Regions from separate parts of the Oryctolagus cuniculus genome. Here regions 2 and 3 are each linked to region 1. A link is a contact called in public Hi-C data. All regions are on one chromosome and are shown on one strand. The core of a region is the stretch at or near the end of the contact, and the rest is flanking DNA. Distances in the headings are between cores, read along the strand shown. Region 1 has its middle 530 kb from the start of ADAMTS9. Region 2 overlaps ADAMTS9 (ADAM metallopeptidase with thrombospondin type 1 motif 9). Region 3 holds the start of ADAMTS9 (ADAM metallopeptidase with thrombospondin type 1 motif 9).

Evidence for each region. A called contact is a pair of places that touch in the nucleus more often than the background predicts.
Region 2: a Hi-C map of psoas muscle shows a contact between it and region 1, with 9 times the contacts expected there. The contact joins two enhancer-like sites. A contact is called at or near these places in 5 of 6 Hi-C or Micro-C datasets (ear pinna, embryonic fibroblasts, psoas muscle and 2 more).
Region 3: a contact with region 1 is called in a Hi-C map of an unstated tissue, with 6 times the contacts expected there. The contact joins the promoter of ADAMTS9 here to the enhancer-like site in region 1. A contact is called at or near these places in 2 of 6 Hi-C or Micro-C datasets (ear pinna and an unstated tissue).

Annotation. Positions count from the first base shown.
Region 1 is chr10:84,446,605-84,449,129 of mOryCun1.1, forward strand. No RefSeq gene overlaps it. Among named protein-coding and RNA genes, the nearest start is that of ADAMTS9, 530 kb to the right of the region's middle. Within about 2 kb of position 1,262, at least 3 of the 8 cell types and tissues checked have an H3K27ac peak or open chromatin away from gene starts, as enhancers often do.
Region 2 is chr10:85,133,362-85,135,886 of mOryCun1.1, forward strand. ADAMTS9 (ADAM metallopeptidase with thrombospondin type 1 motif 9) reads left to right here. Exons shown (of 39, transcript XM_008260887.4): 37 at 1,947-2,051. Among named protein-coding and RNA genes, the nearest start is that of PRICKLE2, 75 kb to the right of the region's middle. Within about 2 kb of position 1,265, at least 1 of the 8 cell types and tissues checked has an H3K27ac peak or open chromatin away from gene starts, as enhancers often do.
Region 3 is chr10:84,973,972-84,976,496 of mOryCun1.1, forward strand. ADAMTS9 (ADAM metallopeptidase with thrombospondin type 1 motif 9) reads left to right here and starts at 1,262. Exons shown (of 39, transcript XM_008260887.4): 1 at 1,262-1,776; 2 at 2,392-2,525. The coding sequence starts at 1,662.

The sequences.
Region 1 (2,525 bases), core at 12-2,511:
TAGCCAGTTATGGGGAGGCAGTGGGCTGTAGGCCCAGCCGGAGCTCATGATGTCCCAGAGGAATCTCAGTACTTGGACAGCTGACAGGGTCTGCCTCTGCAAGCGCACACTGCAAGTCAGAAGGGAATTTAGCCTGCAGAAAGTATGCTTTCCGTCCAGCCTGGGCTCTGTCTGTCAGAATCAGCACACGATTCTTAACATTTAGGGATTTATTCTGCTAATTGTTGAGGACACTGAAGAAAGTAAGAAAAATATTAAAGGCACAACTCCTTGTCTAGAGTAGTAGCCACTGGTCCTCTCTAAGCAGATGGAGTAATAATTGTTCCCTAGTGTAAGGGACACGTGTTCAACTCCACCTTCTAGCATCTGACCTGTAGGTCCTCTGTGTCCCTTGCCAGAGCTGGGGATATGAATGGAGCAGGAACTGTAGGGGGAGCTATTTGGTTTTGAATGCAGAGTGTAATCTGCCTTTTCAAGTAAGCAACATACAATCGAAATTCTCTCCAAGAGCTCCTTTCAGAGAAAAATGTCACCCTCTGGGGTATTATGAAAACGTTATAGAAAGAAGCCCTATTTGTCATACAGGAAATTTTAGATAATATGAATCTTAATTAGGAAATGAGGCACTTGTTTTCCTGCTAAGGTCACATAACATTTGGGCATTTTAGGAGTAAGGGACGAAGCCCTCATTGTGAAGCCAAAGTGACCTGGGTTTGCATTCCAGCTCAGCCGCTTGGTAGTGGCCTTGGGCAAGTTGCTGCAATGCTGGCAAATGGAAATAAGAATGTTTACTCCCTGGTCTTCTTGCTTGTATTTTATTTGACAGTGTAATTAATATTTGATCAGTAGTAAGTGTTCAAAAAGTATTTTTTCATCCCTCTGATTTTTCTAGACTATGAAATATCATATCCATTCATACCCAACTGTGAATTTTGTCTCTTTGAGTTCTTGCATTTTATATACATGATATGATTAGAGTCCGCAAATAGGGCACGTTTTCAGAACGAGTTCCACTGTGCAACTGGGTGTTCTCTGTTTATGTCATTGATAGGATGGTTTAAGGATGGAGTGTTTGGTACTGTTGGAAATGTTTTTGTGGCTGAGCATAGGTCAGGAAGGAAATAATGATAAGAGGAGCACTGGCTTCTCTACAGAGTCCTGAGCAGTGGCTTGAAAATGATTCCAGAACAAAAGTGTTTTTCTGGCATGCCGTAGATCTATAGCCATTGCAGCCGGGGCTGGCTCTGCCTCACCCACACATAATATTCTGCTCAGGTTAGCTTTCATCAGGACCCGGAATGCCATAAAGCACAACAAGCCAGTGTCTCAGTTTCCAACAAAACAAAGATTGCTTTGGAATCCATTTGTAAATCACAAGTGGGGCCTACCACCAGGCCACAGGGAACTATGAGGAGTTAACCAGAGAAGGGGAAAAAAAGCGAGGGTAGGGATGCAGACCCACAGAAGACCTGCAACATATTACAAGGGGAAATATCTTGCTGCCGCGTCTTCCTTGAGCTGTGTTGAACTGGGGTATCTTAACGAGGAGCTATATCCTCTCCGGATATTACCTCAGAGCATTTATCAGAAGCCTTGCTAAGAGGTTGTTCTCTTAATGTTTTTTCTCCAGCTACATTTATACAAACGAATTCCATATTTGACAGCATCCTGGTGTTTCCCTTATTTAACAAAGGCAGCTTAATTTTTCCGTGACGGTAGCATTAACATTACCTCAGATGCAGTCCTAAAATAATTGTTACACGCGAAGGATATTCTTAGAATAAAGGTGGAAGGAAACAATTCTTCTGAATCCCTGACTTTCCAGATGACAATCTCGGGACTCAAGTTCAGTGCCTTTTCTTTTAAGATTAATCCATTTACTTGAAAGGCAAAGTGACAGAGAAAGAGGCAGAGACAGAAATAGAGTGAGAGAGAGACAGATAAGAGGCATCTTACATCTGCTGGTTCACATCCAAAATGACCACAACAACCAAATCTGGTCCAGGATGAAGCCAAAAGTCAGGAAGTCCATCCTGGCCTCCCACCTGGGAGACAGGGGTCCAAGCAGTTCCTACGTTAGCAGGGTGCTGGATTGGAAGAGGAAGCTGGGACTAGAACCAGCACTGTAATATGGTGTGCCAGTATAGCAAGTGCTGGCTTAACCTGCTGTGCCACAAAGGCAGCTCCAAGTTTAATGCCTTTTCTAAGTAGCACAATTACGGGGTTCAGTGCAGGGTTGAACACTCAGATTTGTATGAGTGCTTCCACATTCATGTTCTTTTGATTCTGTTATGTCTTCATTTAGGGAATTCTGGGTAGTAGAGAACTTAGAATGTTACCAGGGGTTTAAGTATTTAAAAAACACTACTCAATAAACCTGTGAAAAAAAAATCATCACATAGAAATATTAAGGATGAGGAACTAAAGAGATAATGAGGATTATATTTTATAGACAGTGTGAAAACTGCAAAGAGAAGTTGAGTGACTTGCACAAAGCAATGTATCTAGTAATTCATGGAGCCAAA
Region 2 (2,525 bases), core at 15-2,514, 690 kb after region 1:
TGTGGAATGTGTGTATCATGAAAAAGCTATGCCTGCATGTAAAAAACAATTTTTTTGCACCAAAATAAATGTTTCTTTTCGAATATTCCATTTTCCATAGACTGTTGGTGAGTAGGGGAGTTGGGATTCCAGACAAATCCACCATCTGTACCTCTGCTCTTTGTCAGGCTGGGCTGGTGAACAGGTCTGTATTGAATGGGCTGTCCCAGGCCTTGTGTGCCATTCCCAACATTGGTCTGATGCACCAGGTACGACGGCACAGGTGTCTCCAGGTGTGGCCACATTTCCCACGGAGGCGAAATCGTCCCCGGTTGAGATCCAGTGACTGAGACCTGACTGAGTCATGGGGGCTCCCCTGGGAGTGGCACTTCCGTTAGTCCCATTTTATCATAGTGGGATCTGAGGCTCCAGAGGGGTTTCTTAACTATTCCTTGTGCCTGTTGATGGGACAGGTGCAGAATGGGGACTTCCCAGCTTCCCCGGCTCCTGGAGGATCTTCATTCAGGAGTAGCGTGTAGCCCTTACTGATTTATGAAATCTGTCAAGTTGTCTAGTCATTTGTTCCACATCATAGCGGATATGAACAAAGCAATACCCAGGCCTGCCCTCGATCAGCTTACTTTTATTCTCGTGCTGGAGAGAGAAAATGAACACTCAGAAAATAATCGGGAAACACTGGGATTTCTGTCACGCCAAGGACCCCCTGTTTCTGCAGGGCTAATTTCACTGTCACTGCAGCACTTTGGAGGAGGTACTTTAAACACAAGATTTATTTATTTGAAAGGCGGAGAGATTTTCCATCTGCTGGTTAACTCCCCAAGTGCCCACAGCAGCCAGCTGCGTCCAGGTCTCCCACACGGGAAGGGGGCGGAGCAGGAATCCAAGTGCAGGAACCACTCCTGCTGCCTCCCTGGCACCTTAGCAAGCGGGCAGATTGGAAGCGCCATGGGTGGGGAGCAGCTTCGGCTGGAACCAGGCCGGCATCCCGGGCTGGGTCTTTGACCTGCTGCGCCACAGCATCCTCCTTGGAAGGGACTTTTACCACCTCTCCATTTTACAGCTGAACAAACTGAGGCTGTGTGTGGCTAAAAAAAAAAACAGCTGTGGGGGTGCCGTCACAGGTGAAATGGCTGGATTCACACTAGGGCTGTGAGCCCCGACTCCCTCGCTTCACAGAAGGCTGATGTGACCAAGGCCTTTGGGGACAGGTTCAGAGAAAGCAGCCCTGGGAGTGTATCCACGCAGGGGACTGCCGCTGTGAAGCTGTTCCTGGCGCAGGAGCAGTAGCAGGAGGTCTGCCTATGCCTTTGCCTTTGCATGGTGGTTCCTGAAAGACAGGGGCCCAGCAGGAGACCGCGGTGCGGTGGGCGCCCCTGGCCGCCCTAGGAAGTTCCGCCACTGGCCACCCTCGTCCCTCCCAGGCGGTCTGGAACGGGCCACGCGCGCCCTCTACCGGCCCCTGCTGGGAGAGCGCCTCGTCTTTGAAGTCCCGCCCTGCTGTGCTGAGGACGCGGTGTGCTCACCGCCCCCAGGCAGCTGGAAGCCCAGGAAGCTTTGGCAGCGAGATCTTGTTAGAAAAATTACACTGTGGCATTTTGTTCCGGGAGGAATCTGGTAATTGTGAGCAATGTCAGGACTGCCGTGTCGGGGAGGCCGAGGAGAGCCTGGACTTCCAAGGCGGGAGGATGTGAGCTGCGTGCAGTCTGATCGTGTGCAAGGCCTCAGTTTCCCCTTCTGCAGAGAAGGGCTCTCGCGAGGATGAGTGAGATGAGGCCTGAGTAGGGCGTGACCTTGAAATAACACAGCAACACCCCCCCACACACACACCCATCAGTGATAGTGAATGAAACTGACCTTCCTCCAACTCCCCAAGGTGCGTGGGATTGGGGTCCCTTATGCGGACATCCCGGGAACTAAGCATGGGTTTCTTTGGCCGTTTCTTCCAGGGTCGTTTTAGCATCAACCTTTCCGGAACCGGCCTGGCTTTAACCGATTCTGCCAGATGGATATCCCAAGGGAATTACGCCGTCTCAGACATCAAGAAGTCCCCGGTAAGGCTAGGCGCGGGTTGGGGGCGGGCTTTCTCGTACCCCTGTAGCGGTGGTGGGGGGTGCTAGAGGAGGGAGCACGCTCTCTCAGACCACTCCCTCAGCCCGTCCTGCAGAGTATTGGGCTGGCACGGTGGCAAAGCCTGCGGGCCTGGCTTTGCTCCTGGTGAATTTTTCCTCAAGGCATGAGCGCCAACACCTGAGTGATGAGAAGGGCGGCCCCACCCAGAAGCTGGAGCTAAAATTCAAGTGGGGCTGAAAGAATGGGATTGCTGACCCCGGGGGCTCAGCATCAGCTGGGGGTTAGTTGGGAATGCAGGTGTGGGGCCCCAGTCCCCTGGGTCTGGACACTGGACACACAGGGAGACGAGGAGGCCGGGCAACTGGGGAGCACAGCCCAGCGCGGGGTGTGCTGGTCTCTGCTGTTTCTCACCCTGCTGTGCTCTGGAGCCCTCGGGAAGGGCCCAGGTCTCTCTG
Region 3 (2,525 bases), core at 12-2,511, 530 kb after region 1:
CAATCTGATATTTTTAGTGCTGAGCTCTAGCCGACCACCCAACAGAAAACCCTGATTCTAGGACATGGAGGGAGGAGGTGTGTGTGTGTGTGTGTGTGTGTGTATCCTATCTTTAACCGAAATCACCATTTCCTTTCTCTTGAAATTGAATACATTCCACTCTTTCTGAGAGCTGGCAAAGGAAAAGGTGTCACACGCGCGCGCGCACACACACATCTTCTCTCTCCAGCTAAATTTTGACTTTCAAATGTGCATCCGCAATCGGTAGGTGTAGCTCAGAGTGGCTGCTCCGCGCCGCCCCAGGCATCTCTCCCTGGCTGGAAGCAAGCGGAAGCGATTGAGAAATCCCTTCAGGGACTGGGGCTTCCCCAAGGGATCGACAACTTCGCACTCTGTCCCTCCCTCCCCCCGCCCTTCTCGAAACCACCGAGGAGTCAGGGGGTTGCCGAGGTTCCCGCCCCCTCTCGCTGCCCAGCGCGGTTCTTAACCTTTTTTGGGCCGGGGACCTCCAGAAAGCGAAGGACCCTCTCCGGGTGGAGTCAGAGCATGGGGGGGGGGGGGTGGAGGAAGAGGGAGAAGCACAACTTGAAATTCCTGCGAAACTTGCACGAGACCGTGGATTTGAAACACACCCCTGAAGTGTAGGATTAAGAACTGGGTCTCTACAACTCTCGATTCGGGGCGATTAAATCGAGAGCGGAGCTCAGGTGCCAAATCCCGTCCCGAGTGCGAGAGGGCAGGGCGGGCAGCGCTTCGGCGCGGGGCCACTTTCACTTGTAAGAAACCAAAGGCGCAGGGCTGGGGGAAAGCGCCAGGAAACGAGGGAAAGGAAGGGCAGAAAAGGAGGAGAGAGCCCAGCAGGAGGGGAGAGGGAAAGGCAAGCGGGGAGACTCGGGATGGCGAAGAGGAGGAGGAGGAAAGCAGAATTGGGAAGGAAGGAGACGAGCGGAGAAGGCAGGGGCGAGGGGCTGGGTGCTGCGCGCCGGAAAGGGGCGCGCTTTTGGCGTTCCATCCCCGGGCGGCCAGTCGCCGCAAACTCCAGCTCGGAGGGGCGGCGGGGACGCGACCCTCTGCCCCTGCGCTGCTGGCGCCTTGGGCCTCGGCCTCTAGCAGCCGGCTGGGGCCTCGGGCGGCGAGTGCCGCACGGGCCGGCCAAGGAGGGGACACGGTCTGGAAGGAGGCGGTGCCCGCTGCCTCGCTTTCTCCTCCCCTCTCCTCCTCCTAGAGGCGTGCACCCGGGGTATTCGAGCGGCGGAGGACCCGCGGCCCCCCCGCCCCCGCCCCCCAGCCCCCCATTCAAGAAGCCGCTCCGCTATCCCGGCCAGCACAGGGCGCCCGGCGCGCCTCGGAGCGCACGTTCCGCGCTTCTCCTGCCCGCTCGCTGGACATTATGCGGCCGAGCAGCCGAGCCCCAGTCCTCCTCCTCCTCCTCCGGCTCCTCCTGCAGCCCGAGCGGCTCAGCTCTCGGCAGGCGGCAGCGTTGCTCAGCCGAGCGCACACGGGACCCTCGCGGCGAGACCTCAGCGACTCCTAAAGTCAAAAGTTGGCGGCGGGCGCCGGGCTCCGCGCGCTCTCCACGGCCGCTGCCTCGCGTCGCCGCCACAGCCAAGGCGGGCAGGAGGGAGGGGGGTGAGGGTGGCGGGGGAGGGGTGGGGAGCACCATGCAGTTTGTATCCTGGGCCACACTGCTAACGCTCCTGGTGCGGGACCTGGCCGAGATGGGGAGCCCCGACGCCGCAGCGACCGTGCGCAAGGACAGGCTGCACCCGAGGCAAGGTAACGAGGCTGCGGCCCCAGCGACCCCGCCGCCCGCACTGCCACCTCCCCCGCTCTCGCTCCCAGGCGGGGTACCCCGTGGCGAAGGCCTCTCTCTCTCTCTCTCTCTCTCTCTCTCTCTCTTTCCTAGAAAGAATTACCTCCGGCTTTGAAGCCTCTCCCTTCTTTGGGTCATCCCCAGCCAATGACTAGGGAGAGACCGTGGAAAAGAATTGAGGCGAGCCCCCTCGCTCCTCGCTTTTCAGCCTGATCTTTCGCCTTCCCCACCCCCACACTCGCTGCCGAGTTACTTGGGGGCGCCAGATAGCGGCACTTTTTTTTTTTTAATTGGGGATATTGACCGGGATCTGACATTATCGTAAGATTTCTGATCTGTTCCTTATCTGGCACATCATGGTCTATCTCCAGCGCTTAGCACGGTTCTTGGCTCCTACGGGGACATAGTAGGTGCCCAGCAAACATTTGTCCACTGATTAAAGGTGACGGGATTGATGGACTTGAAGGGGCTGGAAAATAAATCAGGACAAAGTGCCCCCACCCCCAATCTTCCTTAAGTTAAAACTTCGGGTGGGAGGAATGAATGATCGATTCCTATACCTCTTCTTCTCTCCGCAGCGAAATTATTAGAGACCCTGAGCGAATACGAAATCGCGTCTCCCATCCGAGTGAACGCTCTCGGAGAACCCTTTCCCACGAACGTGCACTTCAAAAGGCGGCGACGGAGCATTAACTCTGCCTCTGATCCCTGG